2 separate regions of the Triticum aestivum genome follow, and region 1 is linked to region 2. Evidence: chromatin contacts called from public Hi-C data. All regions are on one chromosome and are shown on one strand. The core of a region is the stretch at or near the end of the contact, and the rest is flanking DNA. Distances in the headings are between cores, read along the strand shown.

Region 1 (6,378 bases), core at 2,002-4,501, 380 kb after region 2:
TGATGCCTATATACATAATCATTGCCTTGGATATCATCATGGTTATTTGCTTTCTATCAATTGCCCAATAGTAATTTGTTTACCCACCATATGCTCTTTTCAAGAGAGAAGCCTCTAGTGAAAACTATGGCCCCGGGTCTACTTCTATCATATATCAAAAATCCTAAAAATACCTTGCTGCACTTTTACTTTATTTAATTTTGTATTTTTGTTCAATCTATCTATCAATTGCTACACAATTTAATCTTGCACGTAACCGCCGAGGGATTTACAACCCCTTGTTGGCATTGGGTTGGAAGGATTTGTTGTTTGTGTGAAGGTGCTGCTAACGAGGTGTTGCGTGGTTCTCCTACTGGATTGATAACCTTGGTTCTTAACTGAGGGAAATACTTATCTCTAATGTATTGCATCATTCTCTCCTCTTTGGGGAAATCCCAACGCAGTTCACATGTAGCAATGGCTAACCAAGAAAAAACTTTGCCCTCTTCCAGACGACCTATTTCATTGAAGTGGGTGTAGCAACATGGAATTGAGCCTTGTATGCCGACTTGGCCAAGGAGGTGTCGCTTGTTGCAAAATTCCAAGAAAAATGGCATCCCCCACATCATCGTTGAGCTGGACCTATGAGAGGATGCTCGAGAGCTCAAGGTACTCGAGAAGATGGTCCAAGAAAAAAATTCCCAGTCAACTTGATTTGTATTATCCATGCATTCTCAGCAAGGGCTTGGTGAACCATCCACTTCTTTCTCTTTAAGGCCTCATGGACAAGGGGGGCTGTCTTTGGGACTCCTCCCATCCATCCATGGCTCGTTCTAGGAAGGCGCCTTGGCCCAATTGTCTATGGTGATTCAGGTGCATGCGTAGAAAATCTCCATGTCCATGGCATCAAAAGGGTTGCCCATGCCAACCCAAAACTTGGTCAGATTGGCCCACTCAAGCCATATTCAGCGCAACTGCAATTCCCTCACAAATTTCTCGAGATGGAGAATACCAAGGCTCCCAAGGTGGGTGGGGTGGCACAAAGTTTAGTGCAAGGTGAGGACAAACTTGACCAAAGTAGTTCGACCAATCATAATGATATTCTTCCCCTGCCATGGAGGGAGCTTTGCCGCAATTTATCCTCGAGCAGTTCGGAGTGCACTTTCTTGAGTTCCCACATAGAGAGTGGTAGGCCAAGATATGTGATCGGGAAAGAAGTTCGCATGGTCAGCAAGTTTTGTAGGGTCTCATCAAGGTTGAGGTCGCCGCATCAAATAGGTACCACATAGCTCTTTGAAAAGTTGGTGGAAAGACCAGTCACCTCACAAAAAAAGTTCAAAATGGCTGCTAGATTTTGGACGTCCTGCTTGATTGTGGCAACAAAGATAGCAGTGTCGACAACATAAAGCAGGTGCAGAAGGTGGCTCCTATTCTGCTAATCTTGTGCAGAAGGTTGTGCAGAATATGAAAATGTTGGTGCAAAGAGAAAAAGAAGAAGATCAAAGCCATGTTTCCAACACATAAGGGCATCTCCAACACAGATCCAGAAACCAAACACCACATCTTTCTGCCAACCGGGGGGTGGAGTTCGTCGACACTGATGAGGGAGCTGGCCATCCAACTGTAGCTGCTTACATTTTGGAAGAAATTTAACGAAAGTGAACAAATCTGATGCATATTTAAACAAATGAGGCGATAATCATTCGTACTTGGATAAATTTACATAAAACCAGATGGTTTTCACCTAAACCAGAGCAAATTAAATACATTTCGACATATTTCAACTAAACCATGCTCTAAACCTAGTCTAAATGATCGTTGTTGCCTGTTCCCCATGTTTAGAAGGCCATAAGCCCCGGGAACTGAAGCTCCACCTCCGCAGTCTGCAAGCGGCTAATCGACCGACGATGATGAGCCCTCCAAGCTTGGTTGAACGGGAGAGGAGGAGTGGTGACCTTCCTAGGACCCGAGCATCGGCGACCTCCCATATTGTACTCTTCCTTGCTGCTGGCGACACCCGTGTAGGTGTCGGCTTTGTGGTCGTGGAGGCAAGGTGCGACCGTGGCGGTGCTGGCGACCTTGTCATCTCTCTTGCCACACACTTTATCCGCCGCCTCGAGCGGTAGGAGTCGAGCAGTGCCTCCTGCTCGGCCACATTCACGTCGGGTATGATGGTCGTGCCGGCGGCGAGTTGCTCCTCCGTGCGTCAATGCTCGTCGAGGAGGCGAAGGTTGTACTCTTGGTCGGCCTGCGCCTGCCGTAACACGGCCTCCCGCTCTGCCAACACCATGTCGGTGTAGTGAGCACATGCCTCATCCATGGTGATGCCGGCATGGGACGACGAGGATGGTGGCACTGGCTCGGCGGCGGCCACCTCTTCCTTTGGGGTCTCTGCACCGCTGGCCTCTGGTGAGCTCGTTCGTCTGTCGGCCGGCCAGCCGGCGGCAATGTCGGTGATCTCCTTCTTCTGCTCGGACGAGAGGCTGCCCCAAAGGGCTTTGGATCACGAGGAGGCCATGGCGGGCGTGGTGCCGAGAGGAGAAAGGGAGCGGAGGAGGTTGGATGAGGCACTCGTCGGCCCTGGAGTTTAAATAGTGGGCGTATGGCAGGGCAAGCGACGAGGTGGTTAATGGTGGGCAGCAAATAGATGGAAAAGAGGCGCGGGGGCAGGTTCCTCGACAACCCACATGTTTAATGTAGGGAGGCGGACCGACGAGATGTCGATTGAACATGGAGCAGTCGCGTGCACCAGGAAGCGGCGCGGGCAACGCTGTCGGCCGGCGAGCGCTTCAATACCAGAGTGACGTGAAAGGTCGCGTCCGCTCTGGGCGGGAATGACTGCGGTTCTGACGCTCTGGAGCGGCGCTGACCAGTTCGCGCGAGAAAGCGCCTGGGCGGCGGAGAGGGTTTTTGTGGAGGAAGCGCCCCCCCCCCCCCCCCCTCGGGTTTGTTTTTGGTTTGCGGGAAAAAGGACATTCGGACCGCCGAGCGAATTGATACAGCTCCGCCTTGGATGGCAAAACACGTCCGGACCGTGCAATCGAGACGGTTGCGGGCGGTTTGAAGGTCAGTGTTCGAGATGCCCTAACATAAGCAGATATTATTGGTTCTATATATTGTGAGATGCATATGGCAAACGGCAAGTGCACGAACAGAGCTGACTCACTCACTCACCTCACCAACCAGGCCACCTAAAGTCCATACCCACAGGAATGATTACCTGGCCGTCCTCCAGTCTTTGGCTCACCGCAACGTCCTTCATCATACTCTACAGTCTAGCCACGAACCGCACATACACACAACTTTGCTTCCCTTGTACTCCCCTCCCCTGCACGTCTCTCTCTAGCTACAACGAGCTCCATTACCACATCTGGGGCCCTACCCACTCTAATGAAGACAGCCACCACTAACCATCTTTCCACACATAACCACTTCCTCACTAGCATAGCATGCCAACGAAAAGGAGAAGAATTCCATCACCACTAGCTCGCTCGCATGCACGCCTTCGAAATCCAAGGTGTCCACTCAATTCCAACTGCAGTGCTGCCGCAGATCTGTCGGTTTCTATAACCTCTAACCTCTGCTGCCGCACCTCTCTGTAGCCACTGACAGTCAGTGTTAGCCAGAGACACACGCTGACACAAACAATAGAAGAGTTTGTTTTGCTCATGAGGACAGTCCCGACCACGATTCTCCTCCTGCTGCTGCTCCTCGCATTGCCGCCGCCGGCGGCCGTGGCGCTCACCGACGACGGCCTCGCGCTGCTGGCCTTCAAGGCGGCCGTGACCGACGACCCGGCATCGGTCCTCGCGAAGTGGTCCGAGTCGGACGCCGACCCGTGCCGGTGGCCTGGCGTCACCTGCGCCAACATCTCGTCGCAGCCGCGCGTAGTCGGCCTGGCCGTCGCCGGGAAGAACGTGGCCGGCTACATCCCCTCGGAGCTCGGCTCGCTGCTCTTCCTCCGCCGGCTCAACCTCCACGACAACCGCCTCACGGGCGGCATCCCGGCCGCTCTCTCCAACGCATCCTCGCTCCACTCCATCTTCCTCTACAACAACGCGCTCACCGGCAAGCTCCCGATGGCGCTCTGCGACCTCCCGAGGCTGCAGAACCTCGACGTGTCCAGGAACTCGCTCTCCGGCGAGCTGCCGCTCGACCTCCGGAATTGCCGGAGCTTGCAGCGTCTTATCGTCTCCAGAAACACCTTCTCTGGGGAGGTGCCCGCCGGTGTTTGGCCGGAGTTGTCCAGCCTGCAGCAGCTCGACCTCTCCTCCAATGCTTTCAACGGCTCCATCCCGCCGGACCTCGGCCAGCTCCCCAAGCTCTCCGGCACGCTCAACCTCTCGCACAACCAGTTCTCCGGCATCGTGCCGCCGGAGCTCGGCCGCCTCCCGGCGACCGTCACCCTCGACCTCCGCTTCAACAACCTCTCCGGCGCCATCCCGCAGACGGGCTCCCTCGCCAGCCAGGGCCCCACCGCGTTCCTCAACAACCCCGCTCTCTGCGGCTTCCCGCTCCAAGTTGCCTGCCGAGCCGTCCCACCGCCGACGCAATCTCCGCCGCCACAGAACACCAGTTCATCAACAGCCTCCGCCTCTAACGACAGCCAGCATCAGCCAATTAAATCAAGCCTGATAGCGCTCATCTCCGTCGCCGACGCCGCCGGTGTCGCCCTCGTCGGCATCATCTTGGTGTACATATACTGGAAAGTCAAGGACCGGAGGGAAGGCCGCGGCGGCCGTGGGCGTGCAATCGCTGAAGACGACGACGATGATGATCGGAACAAGGGGCTGTGCGGCTGCATTTGGGGCCGCCGCGGCAGAGGCTGGGCGGACGGCTCGGATGGCTCGTCGGACGACGAGGAAGGAGGAGACGGCAAGTGCAGCGGCGCCGATGGGGAGCTTGTAGCGATCGACCGGGGATTCCGGATGGAGCTGGACGAGCTGCTCCGGTCATCTGCGTATGTGCTGGGGAAGGGAGGGAAGGGGATCGTGTACAAGGTGGTGGTGGGCAATGGCTCGACGCCGGTGGCCGTTCGGCGGCTGGGCGGCGGCGGTGGTGGCGCCGAGAGGTGCAAGGAGTTCAGGGCGGAGGCGCGGGCGATGGGGCGGGTGCGGCACCCCAACGTGGTGCGGCTGCGCGCTTACTACTGGTCACCGGACGAGAAGCTCGTCGTCACCGACTTCGTCGGTAACGGCAACCTCGCCACCGCGCTGCGTGGTAAGTAAAAGTAACACCGGTCAACTCTTTTTTTTTAACAAACACCGGTCAACTCGCTTACTGCTCTTTCGCTTTGAACGAGACTTTTTACTGCTCCTGGTAGTATAACTTGAAGCCAAACTCGGGTAGAATAGTAAATCATCTTAATAGAGTGTGTGTTAAAGTACTCCTTTTATTTTTATGTTGCTTGAGTACGTATTAAATGCACGACAACAGCTTTGAAATGTGGTATATTCCCTCTGTAAAAATATAAGATCTTTTATATATCACTAATAATACAACCAATGATGACATGTGGCAAGAATTTCAGTGCACGGGAAGGGTCATAACTTTTGCCAAACAAAAAACATACAGTTAGGGTATGGTTCCTCCTTATTTAATCCATGACACATCATAAATTTCGACGTCTCCTACCCACCCATCCGCCACTCCTTACCCTCCTCTTCCGCCTCCCTACTCATCGTCGCCGGGCAAAGCTCGTGCGGCAGCAGCTGCGGCAGGGCATTTTCCTTCGCATGCAGCTAACGATGTCTACGCGTGGAAGGTCGAATCGATGTTTGCACATGGTCCACTAGCACCTCGGGCATGGATTTGGCGTGTGGCCGGAGCATGGATCAAGCGTAATCGCGTCGCACCTCGGCGTGTGGCCCCTCTCGGACGTCTCTAGGGGAACTCTGACGTCGGCAGTGGCGCTCGCATGGCGTGGTGGCTGGGACATGCGGATCTGACATACCCCGGTGTGTCGATCGATGAGGAGGGGGCAGGCGTGGGTTGGTGCAGCTCGCGGCGGCGATTCATGTCGAATCATGCGGGTCCGGTCCGGTGCACCGGACATCGGATCGGTCTCCTGGTGAGGTTGTGCAAGGCCTCATGCTCCTCTCCCCCATTGTTGCGGACAAGCCCTGCCAAAGCCAACTTTGGCTCTGTCATGGGCCGGATTGAGCATTGCATCTTAGTGGCACAAACGCAACCATCGGCGAGAAGGAGGTGCGGCAATGGTCGGAAGCAACGCGGTGGTGTCTTCCCTTCTCGTGATTTCTCCTTTGGCCTGCCTAATTCTATGTGAGCATTGCGATATAGAGATGGATGGCGATTATGGTGGCGGACATAGCTCCGGGGTGACAACGCGACAGTGTCAAAATCCCCATGTAGTCACCTTCTTGAAGGTGTTGGTTTTAT
Region 2 (6,060 bases), core at 1,383-3,882:
TGCGTTATCATTTTTTTCTTCCGCGAGAGTCACGGTTTTGCTTCCGCGAGAGGCACGATTGTGATTTCGTGAGAGGCACGGGTGTGCCTCTTTCGGAAAGGGAAAAAACCCGTGCTCCTGGTTCGGTTTTTTCGTCTGTTTTTTCGGAAAAAAGTTCATCAAAACCTATCAATATGGGATCTAGTTTTGAAAATCTCGACGCGAGGAATCTAACGATGAAAGCGGTTTGAGATTTGGACGCACGGTTTATGAGATAAACCATTTTGAATAAACGGATCTAGGAAAAAAAGGGAAAACTCACATGTTGCGACAAGTGGCGCACATGTAGCGCACCACTTGTCACAAACCTGGCGAGGTTGGAGTGATATTTGCAACGAGTACTGCTCAACTAGTGATTTCGGCGAGTCGAGTCTTCTGACTAGCCGAAGCGCACGAGGGGATGAGCCGGCCCAGTTCAGGGAACACAGACTACCTCCATTTCTTTTCTGTTTTTTTTTTACGTTTTTATTTCGTTATTTGATTCCATTTTTAGTTTTGTTTACACATTTTGTTATTTCGTTTTATTTATTCGAAACATTGAACAAGTATTTGAGAAAAGTTGAACGTGTATTTGAAAAATGTTGAACAAGTTTTTGAAAAATGTTTAATAAGTATTGAACAATGTTGAATAAATATTTGTAAAATGTTGAACAAGCGTTCAGACAATGTTGAACGTGTATACAAAAAACAATCTTCAAAACACATTCAAAATAATGTTGAATAAGTATCGAAAAATATTGAACGTGTAGTTAAAAAATATTGAACCAGTATTTGGAAAAAAATGTTGAATGAATATTAAAATATTGAACAAGTATTAGGAAAATGTTGAATAAGCATTAAAAAAGGTTGAATGTTTATTTATAAAAAATTTAAAACAATTTAGAAAACAATTTCAAAAATGTTGAATAAGCATTCAAATGTTGAACAAGTATTAAAAAATGTTGAACAAGTATTTTAAAAATGCTGAATAGGCATTCAGACAATATTGAATGTGTATACAAAAAGTGTCGATCACCAACTAAAAAAAGTTTTTGACACATATGGAAATGTAGAGTGAAAACGAAACAAACATAAGAAAAACAAAAAATGGAGAAGAAAAATGGAAATCAAACAAAAAATAGAATAATGCAAAAAATGAACATATAATAACCAAATAAAAACAAAATGCAGAAATGAATGAAAAAAATAAAAGAAACATAATAAAAGAAAAAAATAAAATGGCTAGAGTAGCCTCAAGTAGGGCGCGCCCGTTTTTCTAAGCATAAGATGAACGTAGGTCGAGTGGTTCGCTCGGCGTGCACCCACCCGGATGACCCGAACCCGGGTTTGATCCCTCCTTCTCTCACTTCACCTGTTGTTTTTTAACGAATTGATGCGCGTAAATGGGCCAGCCCAATACATCGTGAGGCGGAAAACGCTTCATCGAAAGCTGTTATTTGTATCGCCGGAGCAACTAGTTAACGAGTGCTCCTTCAGGAGGCTCATAACGATCAACGCCACTTGGTGCGCTCTCAGCCGTCCGCCACATGTCGCGCTCTGGAAGCTCCCTCTGGATTTTGTTTTTTGTTTTTATTTTTCGCATGTGTTTTCAGCTTTTTAAACTGTTTTTTCAGGTTTTTTCGACGTTTCGGTTTTCCACCTATCTTCCTTAACTTTTGAAAAAAAATTATTTTTTTTGCTTTCGCGAGAGGCACGGTTTTGCTTTCACGAGAGGCACGGCCGTGACTCTCGTAAACGGGACAAACATGTTTTTTGTTTTTTTTCCTTCCGCGAGAGGCACAGTTTTGCTTTCGAAAGAGGCACAATTGTGCTTTCGCGAGAGGCACGGCCGTGCCACTCGAAAACGAAAAAAAACCTGTTTTCTGTTTTTTCCATTCCGAGAGAGGTTGCCTCCGCGAGAGTCGCCGTTGTGCGTGCCTCTTGGAAACGAAAAAAATACGCGTTTTCTGTTTTTTATCTTTCGCAAGAGGCACGGTTTTACTTCCATAAGAGGCATAGTTGTGCTTTCGGCAGAGGCACGGCCGTGCCTAAAAAAACCGCGTTTTCTCTTTTTTTCCTTCCACGAGAGACACGGTTTTGCTTCCGCGAGAGGCACGGTTGTGATTCCGTGATAGGCACGGCGTGCCTCTTTCAGAAAGGGATAAACCCCGTGCTCTCGGTTTTGGTTTTTTCGTCCAGTTTTTTCGTGAAAAAAAGTTTGTCAAAACCTATCAACATGGGATCTAGTTTTGAAAATCTCAACGCGAGGAATCCTACGGTAAAAATGGTTCGAGATTTGGACGCACGGTTAAGAGATAACACGTTTTGAATAAATAAATCTATGAAAAATGGGAAAACACACAGATTGTGACAAGTGGCTTACATGCAGCACGCCATTTGTAGCAACCTGTGAAAGTGGGAGTGATCTTTGCAACGAGTATTCTTTAACTAGTGATCTCATAGTATCGCTTAATGCGATAAATAGCAACCGCGCTAAACGGACTGATCACTGGGGGCTTAGAATGGGCTCTCGCAGTGGCACGGGCCATGGGCTTACTTGCCGGTGGTGCGCACCTGCGACGATGACGACGACCCGTGTGAAGCGGCCCGAACCCACGCCAGTCCAGTCGTGTCGCACTCCACCCCCGGAGAGGTCACGTGAAAAGCAGCACCAAGAAGGGAACGCACTGCTTGGACTGGAAGCGACCCGCGTCCACCACCGCCGCTTTCCCCGTCTCCCCCTCACCGCGCGGCGACGCCGAGCGACCCAGCGGCGAGCCCGGCATGCATCACGACCCCAACCCCTTCGACGAGGGCACCGCCGGCGACGAGAACCCCTTCTCCGTGAGCCGACCTCCCTTCTCCCCTCTCCCCTCTATCCGCTCATCTATCGCCCCTTTGTTTTGCGGAAAAACCCTTGCCGCCTACGACGGGGTAGTGGTTCGGCAGATCTGAACTCCCGCGTGCTCTTTCTGTCGCGCTGCAGAATGGAGGAGGCCGCGGCGGGAAGCAGCAGCACGGCTTCCGGCCGACCGAGCCCGTCGGCTTCGGCGGCGGCGGCAGCAGGGGCGACGCCACCGTCGACGTGCCCCTCGGCAACATGGGCGTAAGTCGCTTCACGCGCTGGTTATCCTTTCAGTTTTCCTTCACTCCGCGTTCGGCTGTACGAATCTGATGGTTGTGGTGCGCCGCGCAGGACTCGAATGGCAAGGCGAGGGAGCTCTCGTCGTGGGAATCAGATCTGAGGCGGCGTGAGGCGGTGGGGTTTACTCTCCTCTTTGCCCTTAATACTTTATTAGGTTGTGTGGTGTCTCACGGCCTTTGTTCTGTGGCTCCAGGATATCAAAAGGAGGGAGGAGTCGCTGAAGAATGGTGAGCCACTATTTCGTTGCTGGTGTCAATTGTGTTTCAGTTATGAGTCGTGTTAGCAGTAGTGTGCTTATTTTCTGCTTTCCTTTTCTTTCTTTGATGCAGCTGGAGTGCCCATGGAGGAGAAGAATTGGCCACCTTTTTTCCCGATTATCCACCATGACATCGCCAATGAGATACCTGCCAACGTGCAGAAGTTACAGTATCTGGCGTTTGCAAGCTGGCTTGGTATGTACTTGCTGACTGCTGGTAGTGCTTTTTTTTTTTTGGTATCACTCTAGTTTGTCGGTAGAATTATGCAATTGTGGTGTTATAGGCTGTAAATATGGTTCATGTCAGAGGCTCATGGTCATGATAGTTTCCATTTTGTGTTATTTTGATTTACAGGAATTGTGCTCTGCCTGTCCTGGAACTTTATTGCTGTCATAGTCTGCTGGATCAAGGAGGGAGGTGGGTTTTCATCACTACTTACGAATGCCTGGGTGTTCTTGTACATTGGCAGATGCTGAATGCTAGGATGGTTTATGCTTGCAGATTCAAAGCTGTTCTTCCTTGCTACAATCTATGCTTTGCTTGGAATTCCCCTTTCTTACTTGATGTGGTATCGACCCCTCTATCGTGCAATGAGGTATGCTATATCATGGTACCATTTTAGCACCTCCACCTATCACTGGAAAAAGGAAATCGGGAGTGAATTTATTATTTATTTTAGGGCTTTCCAGCTATGCACAAAGAACGTATTTCTTTTCCCTAAATGTTCTATGCAGACCTGCAATATTTACTAGCATTGTTTCCATCTAACGAAACTAATAAAGGACAGTTTATGTGAGTTCAAAACTGCTGCATAATTTCCTTGAAAATTTTCTTATCTACACAATTCATGATGCTGTGATAGCTACGACAGTTACAAAAATATTTTGGTGGACCTGCACCAGCTAGGAAGCTACACATAATTGTTTCCATTTCATGTATCAGTGACCAATTGATGTGTATAGTCGTTCTAAGATGATAGTATGACAAATTTTAGAGGTGCCTGCATTTTCAGTCCAATTGTTTAACAAGAGAAAACTGAACTGTGTATTATTATGTGTGGAAGCATCTGATATGTTCATTTACTTATTTAAACAGGACTAACAGTGCATTCAGTTTTGGATGGTTTTTCCTGTGTTATCTGGTAAGATCTGCCTGCAAAGCTTATTTAACTTACTCTTGACATTTCAACTGTTCTAATAATTATTCTTATCACACGGCCACTTTCTTCATCTTGTTGTTTGGTGCAGATCCACATTGGTTTTTGCATAATTGCTGCCATTGCTCCGCCAATTGTATTCCAAGGGAAATCATTAACGTAAGCTACCGCTACTTTTATTCAGTTAACATCGTAATTACTGTGGTAAATTTCTATTGCACCAATGTTACTATTTGGAACAACTGGCCACGACCACACTATGAGGGTATTTTTATTGAAACCAACAGGATGTTAACAATTAATAGAAGTCAAACTTGTATACATAATAGTTGTATATGTGGTTTCACTATTCTGTGGCTTCCATAGTATTGAGACAGCTGTATTTCTGAATTGCTTGTTTCACTAGTATGTGCCTACAAGATTGGTAATAAATTGTTTGCGTATGCTCTTCTAACATGATCTACTGCCAGTGTTCTGGACGGGCTGACTGACAGTTGAATATCTTAGCATCTGATGGAATATATTATCATTCTACATTGTATTCAACCAGTATGTATGTAGCCGGTTTATATTGAGTATTGACTATTGAATGGATGCCTGTTATTTTTTAGCTTGAGACCAATGTCTTCATCTATTCATAGGTAGCCACTATTGGAAGTACGGAAGTTTCTTCTTAATTACATTGCTAAGCTTTCTACTTTTCTCTCCAGGGGCATATTGGCCGCGATCGACACTTTCTCTGAGCATTTGATAATTGGGGTGAGAACATTGTTCCTTTCACACCTCCTTGCAGTGAGCTCGACATGTTTTGCCTACGATCTCTTGAATATGCCAAGAGCACTTTGAAGTAACTTTATCTCCAAGTATCCAACTTATAGGGCATTAAGTATCAAATATTTGCTTCTGCAGATCTTCTACTTCGTGGGGTTTGCACTATTTTGCTTGGAGACACTGCTGAGCATCGGGGTTCTTCAGGTCAGAGATAATTTCGCAGTTTAACATCCTCTGGCCTTCTATTGGTTTATCTTTTGGCTGTTCTTATGTATTTTCTTTGTATGCTCATATACTGGTCATCTAGGGCATGAAATGCAGGGGCTAGTAGGTGTTCCGTATATTTCACTTTTTATGGATTATTATGTGTATTTAATTCACAGCAACTGAATGCAATTTTCTATTTCATATGTTGCATAACTTACAACCTTTTGTTCTAAATCTAGTAAACTTCGCCAAGACCACAAGTATGCTTATAGCTGTGCCTCTGCCTAGTTGAGAAATAATTGTCATAATTTTCTGCACGGAAAAGTATTATACTAGTAAAATTTGTTGTACAATATGTGTAACATATGATGTGCTAGTTGCCTATGTGGGTGTCCGATAAAGATGTAGAATTTGCAAAACTTCTAAGCATTTGTTGTAGCACGGGAACGTACTAAAACAAATACATCTGGGCACACAGATCCCTAGGTGGGCATCCAGTAAAAATG

What was found. A called contact is a pair of places that touch in the nucleus more often than the background predicts.
Region 1: a contact with region 2 is called in a Hi-C map of an unstated tissue, with 5 times the contacts expected there. The contact joins the promoter of LOC123046603 here to the promoter of LOC123046602 in region 2. A contact is called at or near these places in 2 of 5 Hi-C or Micro-C datasets (leaf and an unstated tissue) and 1 of 1 datasets of contacts at active chromatin or transcription factors (leaf).

Annotation. Positions count from the first base shown.
Region 1 is chr2B:667,959,110-667,965,487 of IWGSC CS RefSeq v2.1, forward strand. It overlaps LOC123046603 (receptor protein kinase-like protein ZAR1), which reads left to right and starts at 3,252. Exons shown (of 2, transcript XM_044470000.1): 1 at 3,252-5,199. The coding sequence starts at 3,648.
Region 2 is chr2B:667,581,823-667,587,882 of IWGSC CS RefSeq v2.1, forward strand. LOC123046602 (secretory carrier-associated membrane protein 6) reads left to right here and starts at 2,633. Exons shown (of 12, transcript XM_044469999.1): 1 at 2,633-2,862; 2 at 3,005-3,124; 3 at 3,215-3,277; 4 at 3,357-3,390; 5 at 3,493-3,615; 6 at 3,775-3,837; 7 at 3,922-4,015; 8 at 4,516-4,561; 9 at 4,668-4,735; 10 at 5,287-5,335; 11 at 5,486-5,551. The coding sequence starts at 2,803.